Regions from separate parts of the Cricetulus griseus genome. Here region 2 is linked to region 1. Evidence: chromatin contacts called from public Hi-C data. All regions are on one chromosome and are shown on one strand. The core of a region is the stretch at or near the end of the contact, and the rest is flanking DNA. Distances in the headings are between cores, read along the strand shown.

Region 1 (3,319 bases), core at 280-2,779:
CACATCTCATATGAAACACACTTTACTCTAGAAAGCAAGACATAAGGCAAGTGCCTGTGACTTGAAGAAACGGCATCCTTCTGTTCAGACCAGTTTTGATCTGGCTTGTGTGTGACCACAGCTCTATCTATGTGCCTGCCTGGTGCCAGCCCGCCCGGCTGCCCTACAGCAGAGCAGACTTCTTCCTACAATCTGAAGTCCCAAGAAGCTTAACTGGGTGAAGTTACAAGTGCAAAAAAAACAGACACAACTTAAACTGTCCCCTCCAACATCTCAAAACTAAAGGTGTCCACTTGACTGACAGTAGCACATCTACATATTTGTTTGCATATGTCACAGTGCAGAATAATCAGTGTGTGTGGTGGGGGGCGGTGTTCTTGGTTGTTTTCTTGTGGTCAGTTTCAGGAAATACAGGCATTTCTTGGTTCAGAGCTCAGATTGCAAATCAATATGCTTTAGCGGCTTAAAATATTTTTTCTAAGCTGGAAGCGCGCTATGCTAATAATTAACCGTAAGCATACCATCACTTCTGCTAAAGACATTTTCTGCACACAACCCTAAATCACTCGTTGTTGTGTTAAACAGAGTAGACGAGCTGTAATAAAAGATCTCCAAGAAACGTGATCGTTTTCATTGGGTCACCCGGGAGCTTTTCCTCTGAAATCTGCAGTTTCTTGGCAGACATAGGGAAGACCGGTTGGAGAGAGCACCCCAAACAAGATACCACCCAGAGCCCAATTATTTTCGTCAGGAAGTTGCCTAAGACAACTTCAGGGTTCCCAGATTGAGTAATTCTTGCATCCAAGGTTACTATCTGCAGGTTTCCACGATGTTGATTTTTTTTTTTAAGGTGCCCTTATTAACTGCACTGCAAGGGTTCTGATTTGCACCTCTCTGGCGACGGCGGCTGCTGCTGCTGGGGGGGAGTGGAGTGCCGCGCCAGGGCTGCGGCAGCCCTCGCAGGCCAACTAGACAGCCAGGGGCGAGCACTGCCCCCGCCCCCCCCCGGGTCCCACCCTTCCTGGCACCCGCGCGCCCCGCCGGTACTCACCGCTGTCCAGCCGCGCGATCTGGGGCAGCCGGTAAGTGCTGACCAGCAGGTCGAGCGGCACAGCCACTGGGCTCCACTTCACATCCTTGAGGCTGCAGCCCAACGAGGGCACCGGGTCCATCTTCCCCACCTCCTCCGGCCCCGCGCTCCCGCGCCCGCTCCACCGCTGGCTGGCGGGCGGCTTCGCTCTCCCGCCGCGGGCAGCCGGGCAGCGAGGCACAGCGGCGGGGACGCCGGCACCCGCCTTCAGCGGCCACACCGAGGCATGGCTGGCGCCCCGCGCCCTCAAGCCAGGGGAGCGCTGCAGGCGGCCCGGCTGGCTGCGGCGGCTCCTCTCCTCCTCCGCCTCCCCTGGCCCGGCTCTGCAGCTGCGGCGGCCGGCCGCCCGCCTCCTCCTCGGGCCCCTCCTAGCCTCCGCCTCGAGCACAGTGTGAGGAGGAGCCGCGGGTCGGAGGAACGCCATAGCAGCGCTCCCGGCACTGACTAATCAACAAGGGGCATGGGACGCCTGCGCAGCCCGCCCTGGCACCGCCTCCGTGCCCGCCTCCCACCGGGGACTCCGCCTCCCTGGGGCACAGGCTCCGCCTCTCCGACTCGGACCTCGCCTCTTTTCCTCGGATCCCGCCTCCACGCCACTAGCTCCACCTCTCTGGAGCCGAGGCTTCACCTCCCTGGAACGCGGGCTCCACCACTAGCTCCGCCTACCTCCGAGTAGGCTCAGCCTTTCACAGTTCCCGCCCACACATAACCCCGCCTTCCTCTGGCGCCGCCTTCCTTAACCTAGCCCCGCCTCCTCAACCACAGTACCCATAGGCCCCGCCTCCCTAGCTCCGCCTCCTACAGGCCCCGCCTCCCGCACATTTCTCTAGCTAGGAGCTCTGCCTCCCTCCGAGGCGGCTCCCGGGACTGTGGTACCCGCTCGGCTGCGCTCCGCAAGCTTTGGCTCTCGCTCCCCCGTCCGACCGCTCGCGCGCCCTGCAGCCTCGCCCGGCGCGTCCTTCCCGGTGCCCGCGGTGCAGCCAGCGCTCTTCATGGTCGGCAGTGGCGAACTCTGATGTTGCCTCTGGCAGCTACAGCAGGTTTTCCTGGCTATAGGGACCGGGGCGGGAAAGAGCCAGCCCGTGGAGTTAGCCATCGGTGGTGCTTCCTGACTCCATGACTCCATAGACGGAGATGAAAGTTTCTGTGATCAGTTCAAGTGTGGCTGCAAGGCAGGATGCAAAAGATTCCCAGACGCAGAAAGCTGTGGAGTGTCAACGTCCAGGAGGTCATCCTCCTCCAACGCGCAGAGAGGTTCTCTTCTGATAGATAAATCCCCTTTCCTAAACATGCTACCAGAACTTTCGGGGATGTCACAAAATGGCACAACTCTTGGGAAGCGGTGCTAGCATTTAACCCACAGGTTGCTTTCCATAATAATGTTGCCCACAGTCTTGAAATAGGGTTTGCTTGTTGTGGCCAGAGCTCAGATAATAGAAGGGATTACGAGGTCCCTAGTTTCCAGGCAAAGCCCGGACTTGTGTGTTGCTTTTTTTTTTTTTTTTTTTTTTTTCATGAAGTTCAGCTAGAGAGATGAGCAGCTCCTGAGGTGAACCTGTTCCATCAACACGCTTTCAGTATTAGGTGTTCAGTCTATAAGAGGCAGAGCAAGCACCCAGGGGCCATGAAACAATCCCACTGCTTCTTAGAGGGCTGGTTTAAGAAAAATCTGTTCCCATAAAGAAGCCAGTGCGTTTAGTTTTGAGGAAAAACACGAGATTATTTCACACTTCCTTCCTGGGCCTCTCACTTCAGAATATTAGTTATAGTATCTACTAAACGCTTCGGCTAAAGTTTTGCGTTCTGTGTCATTCATGACAATTTTTTTCAGGTGTGAAGGAAAAAATACATCAAAGGTCCATAACTCACATGTTTCAAAACCATATAGTGCTGAGTACCATTTTTTCTAAATAGCTTAAGTCATTTCTGAAAATAAACCTTAGACTCAAAAAGAAGAAAGATAACAGAAAATATCTACATTTGGGTAAGGCCAGGGGTCCTTCATCTGACCAGTAAGTGGATCCTAAATCTTTATGTGGTGAACTGACTTTTTAAAACACATCACTTTGTGTTTCTATTCTATTCTCCTTAAAAGCTTTGGGGAAAGTGAAAAGTAGTTCTCCCTCACAAAAAGGACTGGTGACCTATGACCTAAAGACAAGACAAAAAATAAAATGATTAATGTAATCAGATTTGCTTTTAAATCAAGAAAGGTCCTACATTCAATTT
Region 2 (3,319 bases), core at 385-2,884, 63 kb before region 1:
AACAAAATCAGTAAAACACATCAATTTCCTTGGGTCATTATGACTGCTGTTGAGGAGCAGGCACTGAAGCCTGAGCCCACTGCCAGTGCACCCTGGGTTAGTATTTGAAGCAAGGAGAAGTGCATTAGCCACACTGAAGCTCTTTCAAGGGTTGGTGGCAATCTTCAATTTGCTGTTTTAGGAATGTTTGCATTGTTGCCTTGAGTTGAGTACGAATTTCTCTCTGGCCAGAAATAAGTAGAATAGGGTGGGGAGCATGTGAGGAGGTGTTACAACAGGGTAGGCTTTGGTGTACTGCTGTTTGAACTAAAGAGAAGCAGAAGCAGCTTTTATTAACCTCTGCTTGCCACTTTTTTCTCTCCAACCTGTTTCTCTTCAGAAACAGAGAACTCCACTTTCCCAAGGAGGGTCCTAAAAACCCCTCTTTTCCAAAGCCACTCAGAACCCTAGAAGGAACTCTAATCTTCCCCAGGCCCTTGCTTCTGTGTGGGAGATGGCACAGTATTCCTCTTTGTGTGACTCTGGCTTGTTGACCCTCCTTCTAGCAGGAGTCCTGCCCTACTCTGGGGAAGAGGACAGGCCACCCAGAAATGCCAAGAGTTAAAACGGACACACCTTGCATGCCCTCCTTCTCAGTCCCTACCCTTCATAACAGTCATATCCATCCTGAATCAAACACAAAAGTGGACCGTCTTCATGCCCTGAGCATCTTCACTTTGAAGGCTATGGGCTGTGTAAAACTAGAGAAAACAAACCTATTAGCTTTTCTTTTATCAACCTGTCTTTTGCTAAGCATGTCAGTGTGACTTTGAGGTGTGAGGAATGGATCTCCTTGCTGGACAATTTGCCAGACACCAGGCAATTGCATTACTTAGTTTCTTTCTCTTTCCCTCGAGTTATTCCATTTAGCCTAGTAGAGTCTTGAGATTGCTTTATTTTCTGAAAATGAAATAATAAAAGCTTTTCATTCCTATGTTCTCTTGTGTCCCTTTAGTACAAAAGTCTTGATGAAAACCACTGATCCTCACTGCTGTCTTCAGTGCCCACTGGCTGCTAACTCCATTACCAGTTAGCTTTCCTAGTTTCAGTCCTCGAGAATACCCTGGTGAGGACTACCTGCTTCCTTAGTTGGTAGGCAGAAGATTCCTCCAGTAATGAATGGGACTCCAAGCCCAGCAACTGTCCACTCCACTACGAGAAGGAGGGTTGACTACTGATAATGTGCACAGCAAAAAGCTAAAAACCAACACTATCTACTGACTTTTCCTCTAAGAACACGGGGTGAGCCTCAAGGAAGCCAACATACCAGCTAGTTCTAACAGGTCTAGGATGTATAGATGACACAAAGTGCCTCTACAAACTTCCCAAGAGATTACAGTGAGAGAAGCCCTGGAGCCATGTGTCCCAGCTTCCAATCATACGTATTGGCTGTGTTACATCAGAGACTTAACATCCTGGAACCTCATTTGTATTTTTGCAAAATGTGAGGAATGAGAGAAGAGGCCTTAGTGAGTTTGTTGTGCTAGTTGTGTGAAACAATACAAGGCTGGGTGAAAAGACTAGAGAACAATGAGCACTAGCTGAAGTTTACCCATTTACTGTGGCCAAGCAATGCAATCATGGATGCTGCTTGCTTGCTTGATGTTAATAATTAATAATGGCCAGCCTGTCTGGGATAAGTGTTCTTTGGCCTAAGATGTCAGTTCCCAGGACTTCCCAAAGGCAAGTTTGTGACTTTCCATTTTTATCACTGATTGTATGCAGAGCAAGTATGAAAACTGTGGTTCAACACTAGCAGTTACTTTTGCAAACTTATGATTCATGCTAATTAAACTTGTAACTCAGGAGAATGAAATCATTTGTTTCAACATTTCCCTTTGTTCAGTAATTACAATTCAAGGTTATATTAGATAGCACACTATTATAATTTTGTCGTGAGCTAGACACTGCACATGTCACATCTTTAGAAACAGGCACTGCCACATAAACCCTGGTGCTTTGCTGAGTAGGGGCTGTGCAGACTGTATAAGTCTACCAAATGTGTATGCCAGCATCCCTTCTTGTTACATGGGGTGCAGCCCAGGGAGAAGGCACTGAGATAATCTTAGCTTGTTAGAGATTGACCGGATTCACAGGAAGGTGGGAATTTAAAAATAGAAGCTAGTGAGGCTGGAGTTTACCTCAGATACTTATGTCCCAGGAGCAATCTGTTCATCCACAATGATAACAAGCAGTTCATGGAGTGATTTAAATTCTCATGAACACACTCAGAATTTTATCACCTGCCAAGGTGGGGGAGCCTAGACACACAAGCATCTTAAATTCCAATCCATGTCTCAATTCCCTTTCCTTCTCCTCCCCTCTGCTCCTCTTTCCTGTCTGCAATGGGGATTGAAGCTATGCTTCACACATACTAAAAAATGCTCCACCCTGAGCTCTAGCTATTTACTTTCTGCTTTGAGATAGGTTCTTACTAAGTAGCCCAGTCTGGCCTTGAACTCTGTGTGCACCCCAGCCTGACCTTGAATTTGTAATGTTTCTATTTCTGCCTTCTCTCCTAGTTGCTGGGATCACAGGCCTTGCCCACCAGAGCCAGGCTCACCTCTTTGGTTTCTTAAAGCCATGTCTTGGTATGTTTTTGTTCTATTTTTGGCTGTTGTTGGTGTTTAGAGACAAGGTATCACTATGCAGTTCAGGCTGACCTGGAAATTGCTATATGTGATCAGGTTGACCTTGAACTCATGAACTTCCTACTCAGACTCCTCTACAAGCATAGGCCACCATGCTAAGTTGATAGTTTCCTTCCTTCCTTCCTTCCTTCCTTCCTTCCTTCCTTCCTTCCTTCCTTCCTTCCTTCCTTCCTTCCTTCCTTTTGAGAGGTGAGCAAGAAGAATCCCTTGCTTCAAAGGCCTCATGTTCAGTGGTACTTAGAAAGTTAGATCTACAGGCTGGGTGTGGTGGTACACACCTTTAATCCTGCACTTGGAAGATTGAGACCAGACTGGTCTATAGAGTGAGTTCACTGACAACCAAGGCTATGTAGAGAGACCCTGTCTCAAAAAATCAAAAACAAAACACCAGTGACCAGGAAAAAAAAGTTAGATCTATGGCAACCTCTACACATGGTCTCAGGAAAATCTCCATTACCTCGGGGATTCAGAGCTTGGGACGATAAACACAATTTCCAATGGTATGGCATAGCAAGGTCTTTGTGTGTTCCTAAGGATGGATGCAATTTAAAGAAAACAGATGTCAAACTGTGAACACTAAATTGGATTTAAGGCCCTGAGTGGGATGGGTCACACAAAGGAGATGTACT

The links. A called contact is a pair of places that touch in the nucleus more often than the background predicts.
Region 2: a contact with region 1 is called in a Hi-C map of the CHK-Q cell line, with 4 times the contacts expected there. The contact joins the enhancer-like site here to the promoter of Garem1 in region 1. A contact is called at or near these places in 2 of 8 Hi-C or Micro-C datasets (the CHK-Q cell line and fibroblasts).

Annotation. Positions count from the first base shown.
Region 1 is chr2:215,728,701-215,732,019 of CriGri-PICRH-1.0, reverse strand. Garem1 (GRB2-associated and regulator of MAPK protein 1) reads right to left here and starts at 1,529. Exons shown (of 7, transcript XR_004768373.1): 1 at 1,052-1,529.
Region 2 is chr2:215,791,321-215,794,639 of CriGri-PICRH-1.0, reverse strand. The region is part of intron 2 of Garem1 (GRB2-associated and regulator of MAPK protein 1); the gene reads right to left. Among named protein-coding and RNA genes, the nearest start is that of Garem1, 62 kb to the right of the region's middle. Within about 2 kb of position 1,634, at least 1 of the 6 cell types and tissues checked has open chromatin away from gene starts, as enhancers often do.